Regions from separate parts of the Sus scrofa genome. Here region 1 is linked to region 2. A link is a contact called in public Hi-C data. All regions are on one chromosome and are shown on one strand. Each heading gives the region's core, a stretch centred on a gene start, on an enhancer-like site or on the middle of the called end of the contact. The rest is flanking DNA. Distances are from core to core; before and after follow the strand shown.

Region 1 (5,755 bases), core at 2,102-4,601, 140 kb after region 2:
GTAGTATAATAACACAATTTAGGAAAGGGTTAGCCTGGAGTCATAAAGCACATTGGTTGAAAAATCACCCGATAATGATTGGGATGCTCCTGTGTGTCAGGAAATAATCCAGCTGCTTTCTGCTTTCACACAATAGATAATGTAATCTTAAGAACAAGCGAGTGAAGAAGTAACATTCCCATGTATGGCAAGAGCTCAGGCCCTGAAGTCATACAACCTGGGTTTTCCACTCCAGTCCTGTTACTTACCAGCCGCCTGACCTTGGACATGCCTTTTAACCTCTCTGAGCCGTGTAGTAATAGCATCTACCTCACAGGAGTAGAGTGAGAATGAAAATAAAATAATAGGTATACAGTTCTCAACAGAATAAGTAGCCCGCAATAAGCTCTCGGAACATATTTTATTGTGATAATCAGTCAAAAATGAACAGGTCAGAGCCCGGGAAAGTAATAGACCCAGTAGATTCTGTCTAGAAAGTAGAAGAGTCGAGGCTGGAACCTAGGTCTTCCATGCCCGGGTAAAATTCTTTCCCTGTGTCATCATAGTCAGCTCACCACGTTTTCTAGTGACAAGGGTGCATCCTTGTTGAATGTAAAACTTACACAGAGAGTTGGGAGGATCTTCTGCTCATGCTGATGCTGGATGGGACCATAGTCCTTTCTTGGCTTGGCACATCCAAAAAGGCTCACCTACCCATCTGGTGCCCTCACAAGGGCAACGGGATGCTCGGCTTACTAGGGATGCTGGGACAGCCACAAAATACAACGCTAAGGCACCAACGGCCAACTCTTCAGGAAAAGTCCCATATACAGAACACACACGTTTCTACCACCACTCGTGTTTGCTTAATAGCAAGCACCTAAGAGACCAGCTCCTTGACATCGTGAACTAAGCTGGCTTGGGAGTTCCTGTTGTGGCTCAGCAGGTTAAGAACCTGACTAGTATCCATGAGGATTCAGGTTCAGTCCCTGGCCTTGCTAAGTGGGTTAAGGATCTGGCATTGCCATGAGCTGTGGTGTAGGTCTCCAATGAGGCTCAGATCCCACGTTGCCGTGGCTGTAGCTGCAGCTCCAATTTGACCCCTAGCCTGGGAACTTCCATATGCCACAGGTGCAGCCCTAGAAAGCAATAAATAAACAACAATTACAAAAAGACTAATCTGCCTTATTATTGCTGGACCCCCAAAACTGTGCCTAGGACATGGCGCACACTCAATAAATACATGTAGATGAAGGCTTCAGGAAGGGAGGAGAGGGTAGAAGGGAAGAATGAATGAACTGAGGAAAGTCCTCCCCGGAGTGTATGTTAATATTAAAGAAGCAGAAGGAAGGGTTGCTTTGGGCTATGAAACCCTGCCTCCTTTGGGTCCATTTTCCAAGAAAACACAATCCAGAGACCACCTCCTTCCTCACCTACCCCCAGAGAAAAGACAGTCGTTCCCATCTGACTTACAGAAGCTACACTCCATCCCATACCAACACCATCTTCACAAGATTAAATCCATCAAATTAGATGAGCCCTGGAGTCCAGCCTATCATACAACTTCATCTTGTCCATCCCTATGGGATCCCCCCCTCCCCAGAGTTGGACCCAATGGCTTCAGAACTTCTGGGAACAGAGCATGGCATCAGTATGTCTTCAAGGTCAGCAGGTGACCCCAAGGAACAGCCAAGAAGCCAAGATGGGAGAATGGAGGAGTCCTTTGTCTGGAGGGCAGAGGATCACCAGCTCAAGGCAACGCCGGATCGTTAACCACTGAGCAAGGCAGGACAAACCGCAACCTCATGGTTCCTAGTCGATTCGTTAACCATGCGCCACGACGGAACTCCTGGAGGGCAGAGAATTCTTGATAAACACACACACATGCAAATGCCCAAAAATCTAGTTCTTGGAGCCTGAGAGATTGTAGTTCCATATAATCTGAACTCCTAGTATCGCTTAGCTGTCCTCCACATTTTAATTTTAATTAGGTTTGTACCTATCCTCTCTTCTGTCTGATTGTAAAGTCCTGGAGGAAAGGCTTTGCTCTTCCTCCACTTCTCTAGCCCCCAAGAGCCCCTGGCACCTATCAGCGCCCCATCAGCTGCTGACAGTGCAAGCAAGCTCACTTTTTGAGGCCATGGGTCTCCAAAAAGGCGCGTTGAGTGGAGGAGCTGGCCTTGCAGGGAATCCCACCAGGATGTTTCCCACATGCCCTCTAGAGCTTCTCTCTTCTGACTCCTTTTCCTCCACTCTGGCTCTGGACATTCCTCCCCCTTTCCTGGCTCTCCAGCAAAGTGGGGAGATCCTGGCCGAGAACCCAATTTCTCAGCGCTGGGCTGTGTCAACCCTGCTGAGAGGCTGCTGCTTTAAATAACTGCATCTGGGCATTTCAGCCTTGCTGGGTGGACCCACCTCAATCCTTGCGACGGCTTCAGATCATTTGAACCGGCTCAAGAGGGAAGGCGAAGGCCCAGCCTCCCACAGAGAGGCAGCTAATAAGCTGAAGGAAAAGAGATGGTCTCACTAAACATGGGGGGTGGGAGGGGCGACACAGATCCTGGCCAAAATTCCCCCCATCAAAGACACAAAAATCAATTTTGAATGGATTTGGACAGACAGTGCTGCCAGGACATTCCAGCGGCGTCTAAATACCAGCGGCAGACAAGGGGAATACGTGTTGTTCTGTGGGGTCACCGTGGGCCGTGAGGGCCGCCAGAGAACTGGATGGCTCCCATTCGGCCCGCCCGTCCCCACCTCCCTGACCCCCTTCCTCTGCCGCCCGGACCCTCTGGCTGCCATAATCCCTGCCCCGCATCACTTATTTTCCTCCCCAAGGAGTATGTCTCCTGGTCCCCTAAGGGCTGTTACTTCTTGCTCTTTTTCTTTCCTCTTCAGCAGAGAAAGCAAAGGGAGATGCCACATTCAGGCCCAGAGCAGGAGAACCAGATAAAGCTTTTGACCGACCCTAAAGCTAAATCCACACAAAACCTAAGAAAACATCTTGGCCCCCTCCCTGCCCCGGTTCCATGTCTTGTTAGCTATGGGCTGCTCAAAAACTGCTCCTATTCCCATCCTCCTACATGAATGGCAGAAGTATCGCTATGCCAGGGATGGCAAATATTTGCTCTCCAGCGCAAACTCTGATAGATTGGTAATGTCTGCTGGGGCACAGCCCTCTGAGGCTCCATGGAAAATCATAATTGATTAGTGATGTCTGCCATATGCCTGGAAAGGAGATAGATGGTGTTCCCTTGGTTCTTATCAACCTCTAGGGGAAGATCCAGGCTCCCCTGGGGTTGCTGAGGTCGGTGGTATGACTTAGGTGGGAGGTTGAAACAGAGACGATTCTCTTCCATGGGATGGGCTCTTCCTCTCTTTCCTTCGGGACTGAGGAAATGAGATAACCCCTTGGTGGAGGGCATCCTGCGTCACGGAGGACAAAGATGGGAGGAGGAAGACGGCAAGGCATGGGTGGCTCTGGGAAAATGAGCAAAGGGAATTCTCCAGACACACAGCCCAGCTGCCGGGTCAGAAACAACCCAGAGAAGAACAAGGGCCAGAGGTCTGGCAAGAAAGAGGCAGCCTGGCCACACTTTATCCTGCACAGACATCCCTAGATTCCTCCGCAGGATGGAGCGGGGACAGTGGGATGAGGGTTCCGGGGATCCCTGTCCTCTTCCCTCTGGGAGGGTCTTCTTGCAAAAAAGAGATGGAAAGAAATGAGCATCCTCTCTGTGTGTTGGGGAAGGGGACAACATTTTTCTCATTTGCGCCAATCATCTAGAAAAAAGTGGGGTAGGTACAACTTATGAGCTGGAAAAAGCCTTGTTATGTAAGAGTCCCACGGGGGAAAAACATGTCAGAGCCACAAGGAACCGTAAACTTGACCTGAATTTGCAAAACAGTTTCTGTTTTGTTTGTTGGTTGGCTTGTCCTTGGCTTTTTTTTCTTTTTTTTTTTTTTTTTTTTTTTTTTAAGCAAAAACAATAACAAGAAGGCTGGACGGCAATAACTTTGATGCTATCTGAAAACGTTGGCCCCGCTCCTACCAGCTCCCCACTTGTCCGTGTCTGAGTGAAAATGAAATTGCCAGTGTGTTATCTGGGGTAGGGAGGAAGGCAGGCATTTCCATTATCACAGTAGCAGATTAGCTAGACTCCAAGAGCAGGCCCCGAGGAAACGGACGGGATGTCCACATTGCAACAGGGAGAGAAGGGGGTCGGGAAGGTCCTGAGTGAGAGGAGAGCGTCTCGGACCTCGGGTCAGGGCTGCTCACACAAGGGCCGGCAGGAGGACGGTGGGTGGTAGGCTGGGCGAGGAAGCAGCGAAACTGGCCAAGAGGTCAGAAAGGGGACATCCGGATGTGCCAGTCAGGTGGCACCTTTGTCTCCATCTTATTCAGAAGCAGCCCCCAAAGCCCAGTTCCTTGGCCTGTCGCTGTCACATCCCCACATTGTCCATTTCCATTGAAATAACCACGCTTAGGGTAGCCTGGTAAAAGGTGTTAACTTGCTGCCTTTTTAGCAGAGATACAATAGCTTTCCTTATTACACACACACACACACACACACACACACACCCCAGGGGAATCTGAGCCAGTGGCACCCCACAGAAAGACCTCTCTAGGAGTTCCCATCATGGCTCAGCAAAAACAAATCTGGCTACTATCCATGAGGACATGGGTTAAATCCCTAGCCCTGCTCAGTGGGCTGAATATCCAGCATTGCTGTGAGCTGTGGTGTAGGTCACAGACATGGCTCGGATCCCATGCTGCTGTGACTGTGGTGTAGGCTGGCAGCTGCAGCTCCTATTCGACCCCAAGCCTGGGAACTTACATATGCCGCAGGTGCTGCCCTAAAACAAAAATATAAAAAATAAAATAAAATAAAAGCCCTCTTTAGGTGGTAGAGTTTCAACCTGGTGCCTCTGGGCCTTGACTCCTGGGAGGTCTGAGGGTAGATTTGCGGAGAATTTTCTTAAGGTTTTGTCAAGATTCTGTTTTCCTTCTATCCAGTATTTCCTACCTTATGAAAAGAAAAATTCTTAACTTCTGTGTTTAGAAACTTCATACTAAACAAACAACAACAACAAAAAACTAAGAAGTTCTTGTGCACTTGAAAGACAGAAGAACCCAGAAAACCATCTGCGGGAAGCACCTCAGCCCCCTGGAAATAGACACAAGTAACAGTCAGAAATGAAAGACTGGTAGTTCCTGTCCTGGCTCAGCAGTTAACAAACCCAATTAGGATCCATAAGGATGCAGGTTCGACCCCTGGCCTCGCTCAGTGGGTTAAGGATCCGGCAGTGCCATGAGCTATGGTGTAGGTTGCAGATGCAGCTCCGATCCCGAGTTGCTGTGGCTGTGGTGTAGGCCGGCAGCTACAGCTCTGATTAGACCCCCCACCTGGGAACCTCCATATGCTGCAAGTCTGGCCCAAAAAAGACAAAAAAAAAAGAAAAAGAAAAAAGACCCTGTCAGCGTTATAAGAGGGGTTTAAACAAAGTGCTCAAGACTATGAGCTACAGGGAAATGAGCTTCCAGCTGAGGTGACCAGAAAAGACCCCATAGGAGTTCCTGCTGTGGCTCAATGTTAAGAACCCAACATAGTGCCCATGAGGATAGGGGTTCAATACCTGGCCTTGCTCTGTGGCTTAAGGATCCAGCGTTGCCACAAGCTGCAGTTTAGATCACAGGTGAGTCTCCGATCTGGCATTGCCTTGGCTGTGGCATAGGCCACAACTGCAACTCCAGTTTGGCCCCTGGCCTAGGAAC
Region 2 (5,210 bases), core at 2,510-5,009:
GCAAACCTCGTCCAGTTCCCATGACCTCATCAAATGAAATCCTGAGGCAGGGTGGACCCCACCCTCACTTCAGCTCACCGGCACGAGCCAGAGCAGACCTCAGAGGAGGGCTGCGCTTGCTTTTTCAGTAGAACTGCACGTCTCAGCCACGCTCGGTGGGGGGGGGGGGGGGATTATAAGCAGTGTTTGTGTTGACTGATACTTTAGGCCACTGCTTCAAGTAAACCCACTTCAGACACACTGAATCCAAGAATCTGAACCGCGAGTACACGGATAAATTTTTTTTTTTTTAATTTTGGACCTGCCATATCCAAACATGTGGAAGTAAGCTGGTATTTATTATTCTCTCATGCAACTGTATAAAGCAATGAACCTAAGACCTGCAAAAAGTCTGAAATATCATCTACATATACAAAGCTATACATATCTCCTTGTAGGTACATTTTCATTGAAGCACACATTTGTGATCCACTCTGTATCAAACACAGTGCTATGCGCACCAAGGAGCACAAATACCAACATAAACAGGAAACAGACCCAGCTCCCAGTGACCTTACTGATGATCCGAGGACAGACGTGGTATCAAATAATAACTCAGAGCAGCAATGAGAGTGTCTTTGGATGCAAGTAACAGAAAATGCTGATTCACACTGACTTCAATAATTTGGAAATGCAGGACAAGTTCAAGGACGAGGTCGGTTTTAGAACCGGGTGAGTCCGTGGCTCACGATAACCTCAGGAACCCGGATCCTTTCCATCTCTCTACTCTGCATTTTCAGTGCTGCCTCCTTCCTCAGCTTAGGAGGTTACTCAGTTCCTCCGTAGAACTTTGGCTTAACCGCCGTATTTACCAGAGAAGTACGTGTTCTGGAATTTCCAAGGATATAGGTATTCATTCCTATGGGGTAAGTTAGGAGACTTCGTGTATAATTATCTATACGGCGTTCTAATTACGCACATTCATACAGGTAATAGCAAAGAACTTTCTAGCTGGGATCAAGTCCAAACTTCTAGCTTTTCAAGCAATAGTTACAAGCAAACAATCTGCACGTGATCATTCAAAATACATTTACAAAAATTGTTCTAAGAGCTTTGTGCTATTTTTAGCTGTGGTGTTTAATAGCAACCCTCAGGGGCTTTATCTGCTTCTACCTTGATATGGCAACATTTATTCTAAGTTAAAAAGTGAGACTGGAGAATGAAGCAGTGGACAGAGAGAGAGGCCCTAGTGGTGGGAGAAAAAGAGGATGTTTTGGGGTTTTTTTAATGATCTTTTTTTTTTCTTTTTTCCCACTGTACAGCATGGGGATCAAGTTATTCTTCCATGTACACATTTTCTCTTTGTTCCATTGCAATATGAGTATCTAGACATAGTTCTCAATGCTTTTTTATATATATACACAATAGCGACAGCCTCTCGGCGAAGGTGAGATATTTGAGCGGACTTGGGTGAAACAAGGGAGTGAACCCAGCAGTCATCAGGGTGATGAACATTCCAGAATAAGAGAACAGGAAGCACAAAGGCCCTGAGACAGGAGAAGGCTTCATGTGTCTAAGGAGCCACGAGAAGGTCAAGAGAACAGAATGGAAGTGAGGGGCTAGAAGGAGGGTGGGAGGCGAGGTCAGGGGTCCGGAGCACGTCGACGAGGGTCTGTAGGTGGCAGAGCATTTACGATGCCCCTCGAGCCAGCCTCATTGAGTTCCATTTAGGGAGAGGACGCATCAGCAAAGGCCAGCACACAAACGTGCACCTGCACGGGTGCGAGGCATGAACACATGGCAGACATCAGAGCGACACACCAGACATTGTCTGAGCGACGCCGCGTGATGTAGCAGTTACAGGACTAGACCTCGGAGTCAGAAAGGCCTGCAACAGGACCCAGGCTCTGTCAAGGAGTCTGCTGTCACACTTTGTTTCTGGGCACATGAGGTAAGCACAAGGAATCTCAACTGTTCCATCCTGAAGTGTGTTTGTCAGGCCTGTACACAGCGATGCGAGGCCTAAGAGCGCTAACACACGCAGTGCAGCTCAAACAGTGCCTGGCATGTGGCAGGTGTTTCATTCAGCAGCAGACGCCCTCACTAGGTGAGGCTCTTCCCAAGTCAGGCTAACTATTCAAAACTGAAGAGTCTTCCTAAAACATAAACCATTGCACCTGCAGAAACAGTACTGCCGTCCCTAGAGGAAGCCTGGCAGCCGCACAGGCAGCTGAGAAGCTGGCATCCTCCAAGTGAATGAGCAGAGGGCAGCCCACTGAGGTTGGGGAGCAGGCAGAAGAATAGGGCACCTTCGCTGACAGCCCTACCGCACTCAGCTGGGATTCCACACCTGATAAGCTCACAGGGCGCCCTCTCAGCTGCCCAAGTGCATTTTCCCTGCGTGTTCTCCACAGAGCCAAATCTGACTCATCCACACCACGTACCTGGGCCTGTGCTTTGGGCCATGGCAGAGGTCAAAGGAGCAGGGAGCTCCCGTAAGGCTGGGGATAGATGTGGGAGACGCTAGTGTAGGAGACCAAGGCTGCCTGCCCGCCAAGCCTTGCCTCCTGCCACCGTCTCTGATAAGGGGGCCCGTTTGTCTTTCTTAAACTGGGTCCAAAGAGATTCACCTTGGGTGGGGGAAGATGGCTGTGGACCGGAGCCACTGGGGTAACAGGCAGGAGGGGAGGGGAGGATGGGGCAGGCATATAAGACACAGAGAAGGTGCCACAGGTAGCTGTTTCACGCTGGGGCAACAGAGAAGCAGAGAAAGACATCTCGTTCCGCCTCCTGGTCCCAGGCCCTTCCCCCTGACCAAAGCAGAAGAAAGCAATATATTGTACTGCCGTTGCACCACACAGTTTAAAAGCACATCCCTTGGGCAGTTTTTTAATTAAAACTTTATTGGGAACCTCCCCAGCCAGGACTCCTACTCCAGCTATAAAAAGGCTTAGCCCTCACCTGGTCCTAAGCAAACCTTGAGTGCTGGTGGTCTCCTTTTAATGCACTGAAAAGAAATACCCGAGCCCCGCTATGACAGGCTGGCACAGGGCTGGGCAGCAGAGGGCAAAGGGGCAGAAGACTGAGCCTCCATTTGCACATCTCACAATCTAGCCCCATCCCCCATGGACAGGTACCTTCCCAGGCCAAAGGGCTTCTTATTAAGCTCTGGGTTCCAGCCCAGCACACTTGCCAGCTGTGTGACCTCGGGCAGGAAAGGCGTTCTCTTAGCAACTGCTTTCTCAGTTACAAAATGGGAATAATCACTCCGGCCCTGGCCACCTCAGCATGGTAGCTGTGAATCCTTGAGACAACGGTCACAGAAGACTTGGAAGAAATGAAACATTATATAAAACACAGATACAAAAAGGGCTTGAAGGAGTTCCTGTCACGGCGCAGTGGTTAACAAATCCGACTAGGAACCATGAGGCTGCAGGTTCAATCCCTGGCCTTGCTCAGTGGGTTAAGGATCCGGCGTTGCCATGAGCTGTGGTGTAGGTTGCAGATGCGGCTCGGATCCTGCGTTGCTGTGGCTGTGGTGTAGGCCCCTAGCCTGGGAATCTCCATGTGCCGTGGGAGCGGCCCTAGAAAAGGCAAAAGAAAGGAGGGGGGGCTTGAAATTCCCCGACTGGCATAAATAGCAAAACTGGGGGGAGCTTCAGGCATGCTAGGATGCCCCCCCTGGAAGGCATCAAGGGTGGGGTTCCATCAGCGCACAGGGTCCTTATCAGATTTATTCCAATGCTGATTAAATTCCTTGGCCACACGTAAGGAACTAGAAGACCATCCAGAACCAAAGCGAGCAACCCCAAACACCCACACGACTTCCTTCCTGTCTCTCAAGTGACTTGTTTTTACTGGAACCTGATTTCCTCTTTCTGTCCGGGAAACTCTGTTTACAAAAATCTGGCTCTGTAAGAAAAGCCAAAAAGAATGCTCTTTCCACCAACCAACCTTGGAATTTCACCAGGTTACTCTTCTAACCTGAACCAAAATAGGCCATGACTCACCGTTTGTGCACGGCGGGGGAGGGGCATTCCCCACCTCTTTTCCCAGGAGATCGCATCCTGCGTGATTATCAGGAAAAAGCAAGCTGTAGGGAATGCCTCTCTGGCAAATTTTTAAAAAGGGAAAAAAAATAATTTATTTTGGGAAACTCCATCCTCACCACACTTAGAATATCCACGGTCCCCTGCAGGCAATTCTGTACCATCTTCTCCTTGTCTAGCCCGGGAGCTCTCTCCCCGCTGCGTCTGCTCATCCAAGTCCCACTGTCCCTCAATGCCTAGCCCTGCCCTCAAGCCGACAAATTCCTGGCTGTGTGACCCTAGACACAGCTCTTCAAGGTTTGGTTTCTCGACTTGCAATAACGGAAGTAAGGCTATAGTGACAGCACTTTGTGTAACTGCCACGTGTTTCTTTTTCATCCACATCTGTGGCAATGTCAGATCCTTAACCCACTGTGCCACAGCAGGAACTCCTGTATTCACCACATATTAATTCACCTCATCCCACAAAGAGGCCTCTAAGGGGGAAGCTACGACTCTTTTCAGTTTGCAGATGACGACACTGAGTCACCTGAAGGTAAGTGATGCACCCAAGGTCATACACAAGGGCCAGAGCCAGGATGGACAGCCAGGCGGTCTAGCCCATGGTTTAACCAATACACTATAGCCAGCTACCCAATTCATCAGCGTGTTTCGAGGGTTAAAAGAGAACTGGAAAATGGGAAGCACTGAATAAAACACTGTTGTATCCCTGGATGACAACAAAGTAACTGTTACCTGTTCTCATGCTTGATTCACAGCAATCCTTCTAATTGGGTCAGTTCCCTCCTCTCCTCCAACTTTCCGAAGTAACCCCCTCCCGGCACGATCCTCCCCGCAGGGAGCCCAGAACGTGCTGTACGAAGGTTCCTCCTGAGAGGGTTATAGTGCTGGTAAATTTTTCCTGGAAATAAAGTCTTCTGAATAATGTGAAGCCTTGAGGTGGGATCTGGCATTTTCTAGATGGTACTTTAGTTCAAAGGCGTTAAGCCATGGACATCAATGTCATCAGTGCAACACAGTTTCTGTAACAGTGGCCAAGAAAACATGATTCCCAGTGGGAAAGCAGGGTTGTTATTTTCCACGAGGGGACTCCAACAGGGCAATATCTCTGCCCTTCCCCCATGGCATATGGAGCTCCCAGGTCAGGGATCAGATCCAAGCTGCAGTCGTGCCCTAAGCCGC

The links. Hi-C and Micro-C count contacts between places; a contact is called where the count stands out from the background.
Region 1: a contact with region 2 is called in a Hi-C map of liver, with 4 times the contacts expected there. The contact joins two enhancer-like sites. A contact is called at or near these places in 2 of 47 Hi-C or Micro-C datasets (liver and skeletal muscle) and 1 of 2 datasets of contacts at active chromatin or transcription factors (skeletal muscle).

Annotation. Positions count from the first base shown.
Region 1 is chr5:14,637,195-14,642,949 of Sscrofa11.1, forward strand. No RefSeq gene overlaps it. Among named protein-coding and RNA genes, the nearest start is that of C5H12orf75, 120 kb to the right of the region's middle. Within about 2 kb of position 3,352, at least 1 of the 83 cell types and tissues checked has an H3K27ac peak or open chromatin away from gene starts, as enhancers often do. A contact at or near this core is called in liver, where this site is marked.
Region 2 is chr5:14,498,817-14,504,026 of Sscrofa11.1, forward strand. The region is part of intron 2 of LOC102160723 (a long non-coding RNA gene); the gene reads right to left. Among named protein-coding and RNA genes, the nearest start is that of C5H12orf75, 250 kb to the right of the region's middle. Within about 2 kb of position 3,760, at least 15 of the 83 cell types and tissues checked have an H3K27ac peak or open chromatin away from gene starts, as enhancers often do. A contact at or near this core is called in liver, where this site is marked.